Regions from separate parts of the Mus musculus genome. Here region 1 is linked to region 2. The links are chromatin contacts, called in public HiChIP or PLAC-seq maps. All regions are on one chromosome and are shown on one strand. The core of a region is the stretch at or near the end of the contact, and the rest is flanking DNA. Distances in the headings are between cores, read along the strand shown.

The links. HiChIP or PLAC-seq counts read pairs in DNA pulled down with a chosen protein or histone mark.
Region 1: a contact with region 2 is called in an H3K27ac HiChIP or PLAC-seq map of trophoblast stem cells, with 3 times the contacts expected there. The contact joins two enhancer-like sites. A contact is called at or near these places in 1 of 39 promoter capture datasets (cranial neural crest) and 2 of 115 datasets of contacts at active chromatin or transcription factors (embryonic stem cells and trophoblast stem cells).

The regions. Positions count from the first base shown.
Region 1 is chr2:168,818,788-168,822,862 of GRCm38.p6, reverse strand. No RefSeq gene overlaps it. Among named protein-coding and RNA genes, the nearest start is that of Sall4, 54 kb to the right of the region's middle. Within about 2 kb of position 1,977, at least 17 of the 459 cell types and tissues checked have an H3K27ac peak or open chromatin away from gene starts, as enhancers often do. A contact at or near this core is called in trophoblast stem cells, where this site is marked.
Region 2 is chr2:168,189,975-168,194,277 of GRCm38.p6, reverse strand. The region is part of intron 1 of Adnp (activity-dependent neuroprotective protein); the gene reads left to right. The region is part of intron 9 of Gm20716 (predicted gene 20716); the gene reads left to right. Among named protein-coding and RNA genes, the nearest start is that of Adnp, 15 kb to the left of the region's middle. Within about 2 kb of position 2,232, at least 30 of the 459 cell types and tissues checked have an H3K27ac peak or open chromatin away from gene starts, as enhancers often do. A contact at or near this core is called in trophoblast stem cells, where this site is marked.

The sequences.
Region 1 (4,075 bases), core at 728-3,227, 630 kb before region 2:
AACTCGGGACCTTCGGAAGATCAGTCAGTGCTCTTAACCCTTGAGCTATCTCTCTAGCCCCGTGTGTGTGTGGTGTGTGTGGTGTGTGTGTGTGTGTGTGTGTGTGTGTGTGTGTGTGTGTGTGTTGTTTTGTTTTGTTTTTTGAGACAGGGTTTCTCTGTAGAGCCCTGGAGTCCTGGAACTCCCTCTGTAGACCAGGCTGGCCTTGAACTCAGAAATCTGCCTGCCTCTGCCTCCCAAGTGCTGGAATTAAAGGTGTGCACTACCACTGCCTGGCTCCTACTTAAACTTTTTTTTTTTAAAGATTTATTTATTATTATATCTAAGTACACTGTAGCTGTCTTCAGGTGCACCAGAAGAGGGCATCAGATCTCATTATGGATGGTTGTGAGCTACCATGTGGTTGCTGGGATTTGAACTCAGGACCTTCAGAAGAGCAGTCAGTGCTCTTAACCACTGAGCCATCTCTCCAGCCTCCCACTTATACTTTTAATGTCATTGTTTTTTGAGATAAGAGCTCACCCTGTAGCCCAGGCTAACCTCAAGGCCTCAGTGGAATTATAAATATGTGTCACCATTCCCGACTTCCCACCTTCATTTTCTGGGTCCCACTGTTACTCCGTGGAGGACCCTGCCAAGGTAGCTTCAGGGCTGTATGCAGGAGGTAGCAAAAGGGATGGAGAGAGGCCAGCAATTCGGAGATCTCCAGGGAGAACAGGTTGGACCAGGAGGATGGTAATGGGAGAGAAAGAGTTGATGTGATCTTAGTGGTCCCCAGGAGCCAGGGCAGGGTCTGTGAGCACAGCCAGGAGACTCTCCCAAGCACATCGAGACTGTGGATGGGACAAGGACACATGATGTTTGAAAGCCTAGAAAACTGGGCTATCTGAACCCTGACCACTGTAACAATGGATGTCGGAAGGCCTGCGTGGCACAGCCAGCTGTGGAGGTGTACACGTTCGATCCCACCCTTCAGAGGCAGAGATGGGAGGGTATCCTCAGGTTTGAGGTCTACCTGGACTGTATAGTGAGCTACAGAATGAACGTTGAATCTGGGCTCGAATCAAATGAGCATAAGGGATGAAGCAGGGACACCCCAAGGCTAAGCGCTAAGTTCAGCAGTAACAGAAGGACTGCCCCCGAATCTGGAGGAAATTAGTGTCTTATCCTGGAAGCTCAGAAGATGTTTCTAGATGTTTCTTAACTAGGTCAATAGATTAAGAAAGATCTTGCTGGGCATGGTGGTACACACCTGTAATCTCAGCCCTCGGGACCTGAGGTTGGGGGATTGCTACGAGCTTCAAGACAGCCTGGGTTACAAGGTAATTTCCAGGCCAGCCTATGTTTCAGAGGTGGGGCGGGGGCTATGAACCACCACCATATCAGAGAAAGGGGGGAAGGGGAGGGAAGGAAGGAGGGAGAAAGAGACAAAAAGCAGAGAAAGAGAAAAGAGAAAGTTAACCTTTGAGAGTTAATCAACGTAAATGATAAGCTGTGGATTGTGGGGTCCATGTCTTCATCCCCCGCTTCAGACAACACTGCCTGTAATCAAAATGCCATGGTCACCCCAGCAAGGGTGTACAGAGACTGCCTTTCCACCGTGAACAAACTATTCCAGAACAAACTGTTCCAGTGGGACAGGACTGGAGAGAAATGTGATGACTGCCTGTTTTGCAAACACAGGAAAACAAAACACACCCCACCAGCATTTTGGAGGCAGAGGCAGGCAGAGCTCTAAGAGTTCCAGGCCAGACTGATCTACACAGCGAGTTCTAGACCAGCTAAGACTACCTAGTGAGAAATGTTAATTGCTTTATGTGAGTCAGATACTTCCGCCTTTAGGATACAGATAAATGTGTTTTCCTGCAGCGATGGGGTGGAAGCCAGGGCTTTGCACCCGGCCACCAGCAAGCTCTGTTCCTGGCAATAGCTGTGAAGGTGATTTTCCTTTCTTTCCAAAGGCTCCGGGACCACACCCTCGACCTGATCCAGCTTAGTGTTTAGCTTGGAAGATACTGCCTGAGGTCCTCTAATGCCTTCTAGAAAATGGCTTCTCATGGCTGGGCGGGGCTTGGGCGGGGCTTCCAGTGTCTGTACCTGGCAGATGTCCTTCCACTGGCGTCAGGTAATGGGACCTGGCGACATCCTGACTGACACTTTAAGACAGACTCCGCTCCAGACCCTTGTCCCTGCACCACTCCCAGATTCCAGGCCTGCCGAAACTCTGAGATAGTGGATGGTTATCATCTGAAGATGCTAGGTTTGGGGTAATTTGTCACGTAACGATCCATAAACAATAGAAGCAGAAACACTTCTGGAGGCAGCGCTGGCTCTGAGAATGTGACAGGCAGAATGTGGCCCTCGAGGACCTGGGGAATCACAGGTCCGTTCTGATCCTAGTCACATTCCCCACAAACCCTTACAGGCAAGGAAGGGGAGACCAGGGAGTCAGTCCACAGCATGGCCTTCTGGGCTGTTTATAACACAGAGGGACAACTAGTCTGAATGCTGTGTCGAACCAAGAGAGGAAGTGTCCCACTCTGCCTGAAGCTGGCGAGTATAACCTGGAGGCACTCTGGAGAGAGGAGACCCTGCAGATCAGGAAGGTCAGCTGGAGGCTTAGTCAGAGCCTTAGAGGGACCTCTGCAGAACGCCTCGCCATCGTCACTCTCCACTTCAATGCCTTGTCCCCTGCAGATACCCTCAGTGTTCAGGACCTGTTCATCTAGAGATGGAGACCAGACGTGTGTGCGAGGAACAGAAACTGCCCGGGAGTCCAAGAGCCACCCAGATGCCCAATTTCCTTTTCCTTCCTCTGACCCAGATACTCAGAGTCTGAAACGCCCATCTCCCCAGACTTCTCAGCTTCCAGGATTGTCCTGTCTCCACCTCCCACCTTGAGATAGAGGTGCTGGGCTTACCGACTTGCCCTAGGACACTCTGGGTTCTGGGGATCCCACCTCCGGTCCTGACACTGCAGCCTGCTGAGCCATTTCCTCAGTCCTGGTTTGTCTGTCTGTCTGTCTGTCTGTCTGTCTGTCTGTTTGTTTGAGATGGTCTCTTGGGCATTTATACCTTTATTTCTTGAGAGATTAACTTTACACCTTAACAGTGTACACCTTAACATGTGAGAGACAGGCAAGCGGATGTCTGGGAGTTTAAGAACAGCCTGGTCTACATAGCAAGTCCCAGCCAGGACTATACAGTGAGACCCTACCTCCCAAAGAAGCCCAGGCTACTCTGGGATGCACACAGATGCCTCTGCCTCACTCCCCCAATGCTGGGACCGTGGGGGAGTCACCACGGCTTGAGCTCCTGGTTTTCTTTTAAATCACCAAACGTATCAACAATCCTGGCTGTGGTAGCACACACCTTTAGTCCCAGCACTTGAGAGGCAGAGGCGGGTAGATCTCTGAGTTCGAGGCCAGCCTGATGTACCGAGTGAGTTCCAGGACAGCCAGGGCTGCACAGAGAAACCCTGTCTTGAGAAAACAAACAAATCAAAACCAAAAATACATCAGCATCACGGTTCTGAAGACCTGAACAAGGATGCCTACATCTCAGAAGAGGCTTTGTGGTGAGCAATGCTAGCACAAGCCAAATGTCCGAGCGCTCCTTGAGGGACGTGGTCCTAGACACCGTGTATGGAGAGTGGGCTGGGATTCCACAGAAACCTCCAGCACAGCTCTGTAAGAGCCAAGAGCCACTGTGGCTACTTCCCTGTTCCGTCTGTTTGTCCTCGTGCTAACTGTCTACTGTGCTCTTACTGGGCAGGCTCCTGGCCACAAAAGGCAAGGTGTCTAGAGCATATTTAAAGTTCAAATGCATGCCTAATAAAACTGAGCACAGAGGCTGCTTCAAGTCTCCACACAACTCCTGGGTGATTCCACTGGATTCAGCCTTTTCAGAGGTCTGCAATTGAGTGGCATCCTCCTTTCCCGCCCCAGCCCCCTGAGACTGCAGACAGCTCCCGGTAAGGAGCTCTGAGTTCTTGTTCCATCTAAAAGGGGTTGCTAACCCCACTAACTCCTGTTTTCTTTTCAGTGGCTTTGACAACTCTACACTTCCCACATTA
Region 2 (4,303 bases), core at 983-3,482:
CATTAGCATCCTAGCTGATAGGGGAGCATGCCTTTTCCTCTGCTGAATCCTTGTTTCTCTTCTGGATGTTTTAGGATCCTCTGGCTGACCTTAGATGTGTGCAGATGTTAATCTCCGTGTGTGCACCCACAAGCTTGACTGATTAAGCTGTGGCAGTAGCATTCTGGCATACCACCTCGAGTGTGGCATTGTCTCTCTTCTTGATGTATGAAGTGGTTTCTACCAACCAATGGACGTTTTAGTATTAATTTAAAAAGTGTCCAGAATTAGTACAGCTCTCTGTCTCCTGCATTTCTCATATCCAGAATAACTAATTCAAACAGGGCCAGCCAGGGAGAAAGACAAACTGTAGCCTAACTGTTGAGGAATGACTTGAAAATCGCTGAGATGGCAAAAATAATTGATCACAGTTTTGTGTCATTTGCTTATATACATGTGTTTATTTTCTGGGAGGTGCTTTGGTATGTGTGTGGAAGTCAGAGAATTGACTACAGGAATCAGTTCTGTTTTTTTCCCCCATCATGTGGAATCCCAAGTTTTGAGCTCAAGTCAACAGTTTTCTTTTTAATTTATGTCTGTGGATGTTTTGTCTGTACCATACCTAGTGCCCTCAGAGACCCAAAGAGGGTTTCAGAGCCCCTTGAACTGGAGTTACAGACCGCTGTGAACTGCCTTGTGGGTACTGAGAAGCCAGTCTGGGCTGGATCCTCTTGAAAAGCAGTCAGTGCTCTTAACCTGTCTGAGCCATGTCTCTTATTCTTCTGACTTGTTGCAGTTTTATCTAATCCAGAACATTTTGTCTCTGGGTAGCCAGAATTAGCTGTTGTGGTGTTTGAGATAGAAAAGAAGAGACATGTTAGAGTAGCTCTTCTGTTGGGACTCATGGAGGACTCTTTCTCACACTGACGAGAAGAAAGAGTGAACCTATTTCCTGGTGGCAGCAGCGTGTAAGTGATGACTTCTAACCTGAAGGGAGCCTCTAGATATGGTGCCTTATGGAGGAAAGGCTTGTTTAAGGCTTATTTGCAAAAAGTAAAAATAAAATAAACCCAAGGTGCAAATACAGATACAGGAGGATCGCCAACCACTGTGGCATAAAGAAAAGTAGATGGAGAGTAGAGGGAGGGTGGCTTAGGCCTGTGATCCTCCTACTTCGGACATAGAAGCAAGTTCAAGTTCAGCTTTGGGTATATGTGGCCCTGTCTCAAGAACATAATTGTTTAAAAACCACTGATTTAGACCCACTCGCTTCTGTTATATGGAGAAGTAACTGTCCTTGTTTGCTCTTCATGCAGAGTCTTGTAAACTCAGAAACTACATCTCTCCTTCACTAACTGTCAACTTAGACATGTTCAAAGTGTTTAGGAAAGTGGCAGAGATAGATGCCTGTGGTTGGCTGGCTATCATATTTACTCTTGTACTGTCAATGTGTTTAATTAGCCTAGACACTCATGAATGGTCTAGAAAGGTCAGGTAATGGTGCATACTGAAGCAAGGTGGTTTTACCTTTAAAGATACAGCTGTCTTCTCTGAGTGGCTTCAGCGTAACCTGAACAAAAAGTTTCCAGCTGGCTGAAAATGTCCTTCCTTTCTGTCTCTTTTACTTGATGGAAATATCTGTGTTCCATTTGTTTGAGATGCAGGGACTCAAACCCATGGCTCCCTGGACACAAGACGACAGCTCCTCTCTCCACTGTTTCATTGATCTTTTGTAGTTCTAAAGTAGGAGTCGGTGGTGTCACCCTGACTTGGTAGCTCTACAAGGACACTGATATAGCCTCGCTGGTGCTTCATGTCCTGCAGACCTTTCCGTGAGCTGCTAAACTGTCACTGTCATTATTGTGTCCTCCTTCATCTTCCTGAGAACCTGCTCCACCTCTGGGTGAATGCAGAACTTGAGGTGGAGTTCTGCTCTGTATTGCCAGGTACCTGACAATGATTATGGCCCTTGCCTCTGTATGGCTTTGGCCTACAACTGGGCTGTATTCTGTTTACCCTCTTGGTGTTTGAAATAATTACTTTTGGATCTGAAGGGCATAGAGGATTGACATACTATACTATATTACATAGTTTTAATTTATCTGTGACTCTGATTTTCATTGCAGCTATTGGACTCTTGCTTTCTAATAAAACACAAAAGTAAGAGTTTGGCCTGCGTTAAACTCCTCTTTAGTGTAAGTGAGCTTGAGAAAGGGTGTGACTCATTCATTCCAAATGAATTTTTAAGACATTCTCAAAAGGTGATTATGAGCCAGAATTGATGACACATGCCTTTAGTCTGCCACTCAGGAGGCAGGAGCAGAGGCAAAGGTGGGTCTCTTTGAGCTGGAGATCAAACTGGCTTATACAAGGTAGCTTTTCCAGTTATTACATAGCTGTGAATAAGACACTTAGATTGGCCGTTCCCAAAATTATTTTATTTGCACCATGTTTCTAACCAACTGAGCTTATTGGCCTGCCCCCACAATTATTTTAGAATTTAGCTTTTGACTCACTTTCGTATGTCCTGCTGCCCATTGTATCTACAAAGACTTGTGGTTGCAACAGAGCTTGAGCACATGCTTGTCAGAAAGAGATGTGGGCAAGCTGGGCGTGGTGGTGCACGCCTTTAATCCCAGCAATCGGGAGGCAGAGGCAGGCAGACCTCTGAATTCGAGGCCAGCCTGGTCTACAGAGTGAGTTCCAGGACAGCCAGGGCTATACAGAGAAACCCTGTCTTGAAAAAGAGGGAGAGGGGAGATATGTGGGCACAGGAAGGAGAGTGCTGCCTCAGGCATCTTTCCCTCTCTGCTCTCCAGCACACCTGACAGCCATGTTTTGAGCACATGAACAATTTTGTGTACTGATCAGTATCTGCGGAGATGAAACCTGTTGCTCACCTGAGTCCTCACTGGCAGCACATCCATCATTTGTGGCAGGAGTGGTTTCCAACTGAAGCTGGACAGCAAAGCTTTGTGTAAAACCTGTTGCCTAAGGGCTTCCTTTATGTTCCCAGCACCATGACCTGCAAAGTTTAGGTGGTTTGGAAGTGATTGTGAACAAGAGGACAGTTCCATTAAGTTAGACAATTGGCCTCTTTTGTGCCAAGTGCTGAAAGGAGGTTCTCCTCGGCAAGAATCCATTAGGAACTGCTAGTGTAAGGAGCAGAGGCTGGGCAGAGGAGATTGGTGACCAAAGGATGGATTGGAGGAAAGGAACACACAGCCTGCCCCTACCTCTACACGGTTTTGTTTTCTCTCTCTTTGTTTTCAAAATAAGGTCTGTTGAGATTTCTAGTTCAGAAGGGTTTTGAGACTTTCGGGGGTGGGGGTGGTTCTTAAAACTTAAGCAAAAAACCCGATGGGTAACAATAATAAATCCTGGAACTAGTTACTGACTTGAACTTACAGTTTGGGGTCAAGGTGTCACTCACTGTGCAGGGCTTCTGTCATTGAGAGTATAGGTGCCCTTAGCTCAGCTCATGATCCTCTCAAGCACTGGGATTCTAAATGTGTTACCACCCAGCCCCGCCTGACCCTTAATTAAGTACTTTAACAGGTAGCGGCCTGAGGAAAAGCATGGAGGCCTTTGAGTCCTTCTTCATGTCATGTGTAGTAATTCAGACATGGACTGGTGTTTTATTAAAACCTTCTTGCTTGGTTTGGTGTAAGGCCCAGGGAGTATGAAGGAGAAATGGTAATGGTTGCTCTTCTGGGGAGAGAAAGCACTCCCCAGAGGTCTTAACTCATAGGAGTTTATCTAGCGAATGATGAGGCTGGGAAGTGCTGAGTTTTCAGTGAATGTTTTGATGTTGGGAGACCCAGCCAAACGTTGGTACTTCTTAATGGGTTATTCTGAGACCTGTGACTTACCGGAACATGCCCAGATTGAGGCTTGCAGTCAGTGAAGGTGTTGGTTACAGTGAGAGTGGAGGTTTGTCAGGCCCCAGGTGCTGGTGCTTTGGAGTCGATTGGTGTTTTTTTGTGGCTTTGGTCTTAGAGCTATTTTTATTCTCCAGAATTTTGTTGGACTTACATTATTATAAAAAATAAGGTTACATTCAAAGCCTTAAAAATGTCGCCTCAATTTTTACTAATCAGTTTTCTTAAATAAGCAAAGTGCCTTGAGTTTTAAGAAACTTGGAAAATTGATCTACATTTCTACTTTGAATGCATTTGGCACAGTCAGGTGCCTTTTTGATTCCCTTAGGCACAAGTGCACGAATGTTCACAGGGTTTTTGTTTTTTTTTTTTTTAAAGGATCCCAGAAAGACAGGATTCACTGTATGTTCTGATGCCACAAACATGCTTTTTCCCATCTATGT